Regions from separate parts of the Columba livia genome. Here region 1 is linked to region 2. A link is a contact called in public Hi-C data. All regions are on one chromosome and are shown on one strand. The core of a region is the stretch at or near the end of the contact, and the rest is flanking DNA. Distances in the headings are between cores, read along the strand shown. Region 1 holds the start of SYNDIG1L (synapse differentiation inducing 1 like). Region 2 has its middle 16 kb from the start of LTBP2.

What was found. A called contact is a pair of places that touch in the nucleus more often than the background predicts.
Region 1: a Hi-C map of liver shows a contact between it and region 2, with 2.4 times the contacts expected there. The contact joins the promoter of SYNDIG1L here to the enhancer-like site in region 2. A contact is called at or near these places in 2 of 2 Hi-C or Micro-C datasets (crop and liver).

What each region holds. Positions count from the first base shown.
Region 1 is chr5:25,752,215-25,757,412 of bColLiv1.pat.W.v2, forward strand. SYNDIG1L (synapse differentiation inducing 1 like) reads left to right here and starts at 1,889. Exons shown (of 4, transcript XM_005502335.4): 1 at 1,889-2,404.
Region 2 is chr5:25,617,717-25,623,215 of bColLiv1.pat.W.v2, forward strand. No RefSeq gene overlaps it. Among named protein-coding and RNA genes, the nearest start is that of LTBP2, 16 kb to the right of the region's middle. Within about 2 kb of position 1,590, at least 1 of the 3 cell types and tissues checked has an H3K27ac peak away from gene starts, as active enhancers do.

The DNA of each region.
Region 1 (5,198 bases), core at 639-3,138, 130 kb after region 2:
AGCCCACATCTCTTCTGCCTGCCTTCACAGCCCCTCTGGCCTTGCCAAAAGGCTGTCCATGTGATGAGGCCCTCTTTGTTTGCTTTTAATTAGTGTGTGCTGGATGGATGGATGGGGCTGCACAGAGTCTGATAACTGAGGCAAACAGCAGGGCAGGGAAAGTGGGGTCCTGGGGACGTGAGGAGGACCCTTAGGGTGACTCTCAACCAGGTAAGGCAATTGTCACCAAACCTCCTTGTTCCCAGCCACGCAACAGCACATCGCACTGCCTCCCACTGCTTCCTCCGCTTCCTCACAGGGCTGCAGCTCACCCTGATCTCACAGAGGACTGGGGACCTGAGCTCTGCTTGCAAACACCTCCGTGTTTAGGGGCACGCATGGCCAGGGCTTTGCTTCACACCCACTGAGAGTTTGGCTGAGTCAGAGTCACTGAAGAAGCCATTGTGAGGGGCCTGCTCTGTCCCTCTTCCCCAAGGAGAGGCATTTCCTGCCAAGGCCATTCCCAAAGGATGCCTCTAACCTGAACTGACAGACCTCAGACGACAGAGATGCCAAATCTTTGCCGCATCCCAAGCCCTTTGTTGTCTGTCCCACTCCCTAGGGATTGTGGATGGATTATTCCCTTCTCAGTGCCCCCGCAAGCTATGCTGGCTGGGTCTGGCTGGCAGGGACACCTTTTCCCTGGGCGTCACTCTGTTCATAGCAGCAACTCTGCGCTCCAGCTGACATCCCGGAAGACAACCTGCCAGCTGAGCCCCCCAGCCCGGAGCTGGCATTTTGGGTTCATGTACTTCCCAGACCCGCTGGAAGATGCTGACAGCAGGACATACAGATCACCCCCAGGGAGGGAAAGCTGGACACCTATCACTGCTTCTTCAGGGAACACAGGCCCTTCGGTCCCAACATTAACCCATGTAATCCAGCCAGCTCCTCCAGTTTTGCAAAAGGATCTGGCAGCTGCTACTGGCAAGACATGTACCTCTCTAGAAGCTGGAGCAGAGGGGAAGCTGACCTGCCATCTCCTCCCTTAGCCAGAGTCCCAGCCCCTCTGGGAATGGGACCTCAGTACCCACCTACCCTGGCACATAACCCATCACCTGTCAATTCAGCACCTGGAAGAAGTTAGGGGATGTTGGAGACAAGCTCAGGCCTCCAGAAAGGCACTTTGTCCTGAGAAGCCACAGGGTGGCCCCAAGGGGGCCCCAGTGCAGGCTGTGAGGGGCAACCACTGGGTAGGTAGTGTGAGTGGTGGGCACGGTTGGCTGTGGGTCACACCAGCGTCTGCATGGCATGGTCCACTCCCGGGCAGAGTGGCACTGGGGACAGGCGAGGGCAGGCAGCTCTGCCCACGTGTGAGCAGAGATCCCCCTGGCTGGACCAGGCTTCAGCTGCATGCACATCTGACAGCATTCGCCCTGGTGCTGGGTGCTCCTGAGCTGGGGGAGCCACTGGGGAGGCACCTGGGGAGTTTAGGAGCAAATTAAAACAGAGCGAAGGACTTGGAGAGCTGCCAGAGTGTGGGGGAGCAGCACGGGCTCCCCGGGGCATTGCCAGGGTCAGGGGAGGGGGTGTGGGAAGCATGGGCTGTGGGGGCTGCGGTGTTGACTCCTGCTGTGCTGGAGCAAACTGGGATTAACTCCACTAACCAGAGTGGTGCCCAGGTGTGTGTGAGGTAAATCAACATCCCACACAGGTCCTTCTGGAGCAAGGCAGACAAACACCTGGCTGAGCCAACAAACAAGCTGCCTACCCCAGGGATGCAGCCCCCAGGTTAAGCTGCCTGACCCCTCAGCACCAGCTCTGGCAGTGAGAAATCCCATTTATCCTTTTCCTTTAAACTCCGCTTGCTGGCACTGGGTCATTCCCTTGCCGGGGGAGTGGGAAGGGCTGTGCCCTGGGAAATGCAGTGAGCAGAAGAGAGAGAGAGTTTCTTTCTTCTTATCTAAACCAGCAGGGAAAGATATCACATCAGGAGGACGCAGTAGAAGAGGAGCGGTTGCAATGCACAGCTCTCATTAGTGAGCCTTAGGACCTGGTGGTGCCACAGCCAGCGTGCGAGAGCATGCAAGCGAGAGAGTGAGCAAACGGGGGTCTCTGGACACGAACGTGAAGTACGGTTTTGCTGCAGCTAGAGGGCTTTGCTGCTGCTGCACAGCCCCGCGCACTGCCTGGTGCTCTGCTGCACACCCCAGCGCTGGCTGGGGCTCCGCCACGCCGCTCCCACCGCTCCCCACAGCCCACGGCTGGGCCCGCCGCAGAGCTGCTGGACGCCAGCCCACCCGGGTGACAGGCCGCGGCATCCCCGCAGCCGAGCTGCTGCTGGCCGCGGTCATGCCTGCCGCCAGCGCTCCACTTCTGCCGCCGATGCTACAACTTGGTGGGTGAGCCCTTCCTCCACATGCAGGTAAGGAACTGTTCTCGGATGGGCACATCACTGCTTGGAGCCAAGTGGGTGGCTTTCCTGGGGGGTCATGGTGCTCATCCCCCGTGTCGCCAGGCTGTTCCCATGGGGCAGCAGCAGGACCCCAGGAGAAGCCAGCCTGGCACCAAGCTCAGGTTGGCCCATGGGGGTTGGAAAATATGTGGGGGGCTGTAAAGCTGAAAGGCTGCACCCTGGAGAAACCAGGACAAAATTACCTGATCTGAGGCTCTGGGGTGGGTGAAATGTAAGGATTTCAGCAAAAGTTTTGGAGGCCAGATATGTCAGAGCAACTGCAATGGCACCTTGGACCCAGACAGCCATCAGGGCTCCCTCCCTGGGAGGCAGGTCAGCCCCTGGCTGAAGTTTGGGGGTGGTTTTCCTTCTGCTGAGAAGCTTCAGCAGCCGGTGGGAGCCACCCTGCCACTGGCCACCCCAGGGTGCGTCCCTGGGATGCACCTGGGCAGGGGAACAGTCCAGGGACCTCAATCGAGAGGGCCACTTTCAGTGCCATGAACTGTGGCAAGGAAACGACTTGCCTCAACAGCATAATCTCCCCATAGCCCTGTGGATGCCCTCTCAGATTGAATCTGGGGAAAGAGCCACACGTTCAGGAGTTTCAAAGGGAAACGCTTTCTGTCTCTGTCCGGCACCTGTTTATAATTCCTTCTCCGAAGCTGCTGCAGGTTTCACAAAAGCCATGCTGCTGTCCCCAAACCCACTTTACCGGGCTGTCTGCTTTGCTTCTGAAAAAAATAAATTCCCTTTTACATGAGCTCAGGATCTGCCACCAGTAGAAACCTTTTTCCCAGGAGGAAGGTAGCGCTATATAAATACCAGGGATAACCAGAGGAGCAGGGTCTGAGCCTGCCTGTAATGCACCAGGAAAAAAAAGCCTTGGTCCCCAGGGGATAATAGCTGGTTACTTTGTAGGCTGTCAGGAAAAGGAATTACCCAAGCCAAAATGTAGTGACTGCATTTCTCCAGCAAAAGTTTCTTGTGTAATGAAAATGGCTGTCAGAGCTAAAGCTTCGGGGAGCTGAATCCGCTTCACTTTGGCTCCCTGAACCACCATCAGAGGCAGGTAATAAACACCATTATTAAAGAATGAGTAATTTGCTGCAGCTCCAGCACACTGAATTTTTGCAGCAGATCCGGGCTTTTGCATGGTACCCAACCCCTCCCAGACCTCAGCCTGGCCTGCAGACGTCGCCATTGCTTGTGGAGAGGCAACCAAGCACTTGGCAAAACCTTGTCCACTAAAATCCTCCTTTGCCACTAGCAAGCTCGGCAGAACAAGCTCCAGAGGGGCCAGTCCTGCCCAGCCAGGCAGCATGTGGGCTGTACAGAATGGACCCCCAGCACGGGCCTGGGCACTTCAGGCCCTCGTGGTTCGGCTGCCCCCTTTACAGACCTGCTGCATGGGATGGGATGTGCTTGCAGCTTTCCAGGAGCATCCTTGACCTCGACAGGCAGCCCAAAGCTCTCCCCTTCCTGACCACCGCTCTGCCTGCTGGGTGCCTCTGGTGCCACCCCATCCCCACAGACATTGATACACTGTGGTGCTTCCTCAAGTCTCTCTTACCCCTTCATTGCCCTCCTTCCAATTTACTATCTATGCTTGGAATTGTTTTCCAGCTCCCTAGCAAGCATGGTCCCTGAATCAGGCAGACTTTGGCTCTTTCTGCCTATTTCCTAAAGCCCTGTACCCCAGCCTGGGACTGCCAGACACCGCTTGCAGGACATCGTTCTACTGCTGCTTTCAGGGGGCAATTTCAGGCAAGGTCATCATCCAGTAATTCTCTATCTGTAGAGTTAGAGATGGGTGAATGATTAATTTTTCTGGCTGAAGGTCCAAGCCATAGCATTAGAGAGGGAAAAAAACCCCTCCATTATAGAATTCCTCCAAATTGTCTTTCTGTTGCTGCTTCTCTTAGTTAAAAAAGCAGCAAACCAGCCCAAATGCTTTGCTCAGCCTGGAAGGGGAGGCTCCACTGATCCCCAGTGTTTTTTGGGTGCACCACTTAAACCAGCTTCCTTTTAAATTGAAACACTTCAGGTATCCTTTGAAAAGCAGAGCTGGTCACAGGATTGATCTCCAAGCTTTGTGTCTGGAAACTGAACTGCTGGCATGAAAAAAATTGTCCCAGGGCACAGGTACACCAGCTCAGAGATGAGACACCATGTTTGGCAGCTGCCTAGTGCTGCTCCACAGCTGGGCAGAGGTTTCTTGGCAAACCCTTCTGGCTCCCCAGCGCCTCTGGGGTGGGAGAGCAAGGCAAGACGGAGGGTGCTGGGGCTTGTCCGCACACAGCAGGGACATGTTTGCACAAGCAGGACGTCCTTGCTCAGCCCATGCAGGACTGCTGGTGCTGCTCAACCAGAGCAGAGCCACCTCCTGTAACATGCTATGACTCCGGATGGGAACAAGCAGCAGCCTGAGCCCAGTCCCAGGAAGGGCTGGTCTAAATCCAGCGGTGATGTGGGCAGGGAAGAGAAATAGGCCAGGAAGAGAGGAGAAGCATCCATATGGCAGAGGCAGGAGCAGCCCAGAGTGCCCCTCAGACAGGCATGGTTGGGACTTAACACAGACAAGGGAAAGAAAACACATCATCGTTTTGTGGTGTCTCTTTCCATACCATATGGAAGATAATTTAGCATCATCCTCTGCATGCTTCTGGCCCCCCAGGACTGTGGGACAGAAAAGAGCCATGGGAAGGCCAGGGGCAGCTGCTGCCTTACTTCTAGCTGTATTGCTGAAGACAGAATAAAGCTCTCC
Region 2 (5,499 bases), core at 340-2,839:
GGGACAGACTCAGATTCCTACTTAAGGAAAACTGGCAGCCCCTTCTCCTGGTCTGTGCCCAGAGCAGTCGGCAGAAGTACACAGCCTTCCCTCTCCGGGGCTCCTTTATATTGGAAACAACAGGCAATACACTGGTAGCAATTGTAGTCATTGTTGAAACTAAAAATTATAGTATAAAAATGTCATGTTGCTATCTTCTGTAAGACACTGGACTGTTGTTTTTGTGCTGCGTGTCCTCACCCATTAAGAGCATCTCACTGACTGCTGTCACTTATGCTGACCAGTGTTGTCTTGTCTCCTTCTGCTTGTTCTCTTCCTGTTCATCTTCTGTCCTTTCTTACCATCTCATTCCCCATCCCACAGAGCATACAGTCTCTCTGTGTCTGGATGTTGTGTAGCTTCTTGGACAATGGGTCCCTGTTTCAAGATGGGGGCTCCTAGTGCCACACAGTATCGCTATTAAAAATCAAGGGCCTAGTTGTGGGTAGCCCGGAGGCTGTCACATTGGAGGGCTGAACAGATGCTGGCTGTTCTGGTAATGAATCTTCTCCCCTTTAGAAGACTTTCATGACATCTGCCCTGGTGCCTGGGGCTGCCATGCTCCCTGACTCGGCTCCATGCTCGCAAGCCGTGCTGCCCAGCCGCCTGCCGAGCAGAGCCATGCTGGCCGGGCTTGGGGTGCTCTGGGGGATGTGGGGCTCAGGGGTGCTCAAGGTGCCTCGGTGCAGGGACGGGTAGCGATGTGGCAGCCCTGTGCTGTCGACAGAAGGTGGCTGTGGCTGGTTGGCCACCAGAGGGGGACCGATAGTCAACTTGAGCTGGTCAGGTTTGAGAGTGGCCAGCTTCAGCTCTGTTGAAACCCTGCAGTTTGAGTTACTGTTGTCTGGGGGTTTTGTTGTTGTTGCTCAGTAGATCTCTTAATCTAGCAAATGAGTTGTCTGGCAGATTCTCTTGCTGTGCTTCTAATCACCAAACGGAAGCATATGAGAAGTGAATGAGCGTCCAGGGAGCATCCCCTGGTCCTGCACAAGTCCCTGCTACACCACTCCCCCTTGTCCTTTTGTTTTCCAACAGGCAATACATTTAAAATGCGTGAAAGGAAGCTGGATTTTCATATGTATTATTAACCTGAAGCACTGTCTCTCAGGAGACTAAGGACAAATCGCTTAGTTAGAATAATGTGCATAACATGAACAAACAACAGCAATAACACTAACCAGATTAGATGTGTTCCCTCAGGCTTTGAGACACAGACTAGTCATCAGTTTGCAAGGGGAGAAGGAGTTTTAATGCATGGACCAGAAAGCAGAATTGAGCTGTTGCACGGAGAGCTGATGTTCTCTTTTTAGGGCTCATTATAACTAAATGGATTTTTTTATTATTAACTGCAGGCACCACTAGACTTTCCAGGGAACCTGGGGCAATGGAAGTTGTCATGAGCTTGGATGAGCTGCAGTAGGTGACTGGAGCAGTGCAACAGCTCCAGGGGCAGGAGAGAAAAAAGGAGCCTGCTACCATCCTCAGGGGGCAACTGTCCTGCAGTGGCTCCTGCACAGGCGGTGCCTGCCTTGGACACTCTGCCTCAGGCTGGTTTTGAGTGGAGGTGGCTTGGCACAGCTGACCTCTCACTTTGCAGTTAGCAGTGTCAGCAGCCTGTGGGAAGTGGCTTTAGAAGGTGCTCTGGGAATATCTTTCCGAAAGATGGCTCTGCCGTGCCTCAGCCCCTCTGGTTCCTACTCCTGAGCAGGGCTGAGCTGCAATTTAAGTGGGAAGTGGCAGGGTTTCAGAGAAGCCACATACCAAACACATTAGTGAGGTGAAAGGCACTTGGTACTGCTGAGCCAGCTCAGGCCTGAGGCTCTGACCTTGAGGGATCTGCTCCCCAGCAGTGTAGGGAGCAGAGGGGAAGGCACCAGGTCCAACAGCAGGGGAGCAAGGTGGTAAAGACTCATGGGACTGGTGGTGTTGGACCCAAGAGGCATCTTTAGATTCTAGTGCAGACATGCTCATGGATCAGAAAGCATCCCTGGCTGCATTTCTCAGTAGGATCCCTGCTCCTCAAGCACTTGGTTCAGCACTGCAGGTTAAGGATTGTGTGAAGAAGTAGCCTGTGGAGACTGATAGAGGACCAGAGTCTGATATGAGGTTGTGGTGTTGAATTAGAAGTTTACAGAAGGCTGAAGGGTGCTGAGGAAACACAGATCCTCCTGATCCCTTGTCCTGTCAAGCAAGGTCAAAGCGACAGCCAGCAGGGATTGAAAGGCAACAAGCACGTGGCTAACCAAAGCTGTCTGCTCCACAGATGGACTGAGGAAAGCACCCTCCTAAGGGTGGATAAAAGTGTGACATGGATGTGGATAATGAAAACATCCATGGTTAAATAATATTTAAACCAAACAAAGCTTCCTGCTTTGGGGACAAAACCTGCCTGTGACAGACAGGAGTTAGAAAGGAGTTTTCTTTCTGCTTCTCTTGAAGCCACGCGCTGTCCTGTGGAGGATCCTGGCCTGGAGGAGTGTTTGGCAGCCAGTGGCCCTAGGCAGGAAAGCAGAATCTGCTTTAATCCTGTCATAGATGTCATGCTAATTAGGGTTGAGCCAATTTAATACTTGAAAAAGGAACAGGCAGATCCTTCACAGAACTGGGTGTTAACGGCTTTCCAGAAATCCTCTCCCACCTCGGGGAGGGCCACCTTCAGTGTCCTGCTGTGCCTGTCAAAGGGGCTGCACAGAGAAGGGCCTCTCCCTCATGCCCTGTGGTCCCAGGGCAGCACCTACCGTGTTCCCAGTAGGCCTATCAATGGAAAGACCTGCCAAATATGGTGAGAAGCCTTTGACATATTTCCAGAACATCTAGGTGTCTGCTGTTAGCCAAATTTCAGTAGTGGTGTTCTGTTCCCTGGATAGTTTATTTCCTTTATACTCCTTTCTGAGCTGTTGGGTGGATGTGAGGTGATGACAAAGCCTGAGCCTGGAAAGGAGCTGTGTTGGAGTGCTGGGTCAGGGAGCCCCACACTTGTGTTCTTACATGTCCCAGAGCTGGCAGAACTGACAGCAGGGAGAGTGTGCACTGCTCTGCGAGGCCAGCATCTGCCCCGTATGCTTCTCGAGCCTTTAAACCCCGGTTATAGACACAAGAGCACCTTTCTTCCTCCATGGCCCCAGCCTAGCACAAGTTTAATTTAGGAGGGTTGTCTCCTGAAGCCCATCCTTAGTGAGCACCGTGAAGAGGTGGATGCAGCTGTGGTTTCTTCTCTGCCTCCTTACCTTCAGCCCTTTCCCTGCATCTCTTCCCCTGCCTTGTTCTCTTCCACTATTGCTCATTCTTTGCTCTGTTTGCCAATGTGGCAGAGGAGAAGACAAAGTGCTCTTATGCATTCTGTCTTTGCCTTCTCCAGAAACCTGCACAGGGAGATCTCCCTCCCCAGTTTTCTCTGGCTGCCTTTTGCCTTTCTAATCAGTCATGGTAATTTACCCTGGCACTGTTTGGCAGGGGCTGTACCTTGGCATCATGAGCAGCCAGCGTCAGCTGTCAGCCTCTGAGCCATGAGCCTAATGCAACAGAACAGATGTAGGTATTTTTTCCAAGTTTTCCCTGGGCAGCAGGATTAAAGTCTCTGTTCTCAGCTGGGGTCCCCGGTGTAGTCACTTTCCTCTGTGTTACACAACACCCTATTAAGAAGAACAGCACAAACATGTTCATTGGGATCCCTTCCCCCAGCCCTAGAAGGTCAAGGAACAAAGGCAAGGAAGGTTTCCAAAGACTGAGGAGCTGCCTGTTTGGTCCAGGAACCCCAAGATAATCCTGCCCAGGCGTCCTCCTGTGAAAGGCCCTGCCGCCCTCCATCCTTGTGGTGCCAGGGAACATGGGTAAAAGATCAGTGGGGTCAGGTTCTTAAATCCGTCCGGCTTTGTGCAAACCTGAATGGATACCAATGAGGGGAGAAACTACTGTGGCAGCATCACCATCAGGCCTGGTGCCTGTGCCTGGCCTGCTGAGCCAGAGGCTTCTGAGCGTGTGTGGGTGCATGAGCAAATGTGCAAACAACAGGGAGCGATGAGAAACCCTCAGGGGTGTCTTGGTGCTAGCAAAGGAGACAGGGTTATGGTGTCATCCGTGGTCTTCTTGCTTGAGTTCAAAGGTGTCATGCTCTGAGAAGACTCTGGTGTTTTCTGATGGCTGCAATGGTACTGAGGGAGCTTGCTGGAAGCAGGGAGGCTGTGTGTTCTCCTCAGCCCCTCTGAAGTGGTTGGCTGCAGAGAAGGGACCGTGGGCACCCTTGGCAGGCAGGAGAGAGCTTCATCAGCAGACCAAAGGAAGCAGTTGAGTCCATGTGAACACACGTGAGGATCTGCTGCCTCTGTTCACCTGTTACTTGCCTTAGTGACAAAAGACCATAAATGATCAAGGGAGTTAATTAGGTCCACAGCAGGCCAGGTTTGGAGGCCTGGAGGGCTGAGAAGTCTGGAGCAGGTTCAAAGGCACAGGAGGAGAAGGCGGCCCTGGAGCTCTGTGTATCAAACAAAAGTGCTGCTGGTTCTCCCTCTCTGGAAGCACTGTGAAAATCTTTCTCTGACCAGAAGGACAGTCCCCAGGAGGGGGTGGGACCAGCTCCTGGCAGCATCTGTTAGTTCAGGCCTCTGCTGAAGGATTTAAACAGCTTATTAATTCACTCCTTTGTCCAGCTGCAGCCCCCTGTCCTTGCGAGCCCTCCAGGGCAGTGTGTGCAGCTGTGAGCCAGTGCCCGTGGCCCTGGGACTCTCTGTGCGCTGCATCCCAGTAAGCCCTCTGCAGGGCTGGGGAGCCGGGGGGCATGTTGCAGCTGTCTGGCCCATCTCTAGTAAAATGCTCACAGCAGGTCCTTTCCATCTGCTTTGGCCCAAGAGTGACCCTTGCAAACCTCCTCTCCCCTGCAGTCATCTCAGCAGATGGTAGGGAGACAGATGGAAAGAGGGAAATCTCTGCAGCTGTAGCGATAGAAAGGTCTGACCTCATGGTACCTCTCGCTGTAGCACCCACAGGTACTGGGTTCTTTCAGTGCCCCTGAGCCTTGGCCTCCACTTCCCTTCTACCACTCCTTGAAGCACCTCCTGCTCCCTTCTCTGGACCTTGGTGGCAGCTCTGGATGGCTCCCAGCTGGAAGAAAGCCTGCTCTAGCTCTGCAAGCAGAATAGGTAGTGGCACCCATGTTACAAGGGGAGCTCACAGCATGGCGAAAGCTGAGGAACTGTGATGTGTTGATGGGGTCTTGGAGCCTATGGGTTTGGTTGGAGGGATGTTCAGTTGTGGTGAATCACTGCAAACCACTTTGTGCACCTGCTGTCTTGACTCCACTTCCCCTTGCACCCTGGATGCATAAAGTCTGCTTTGGGAGGCGGTGCGGTGGGTCCTTTCTTACCTGTAATTTTACCAGACTGCAGGAAATCAAGGAAGTGGAAGGGTATGCTTGGTCCATGCTGGAGGACATTTCAGCTCAGCAAGGGTGTTTGAGACAGCTGA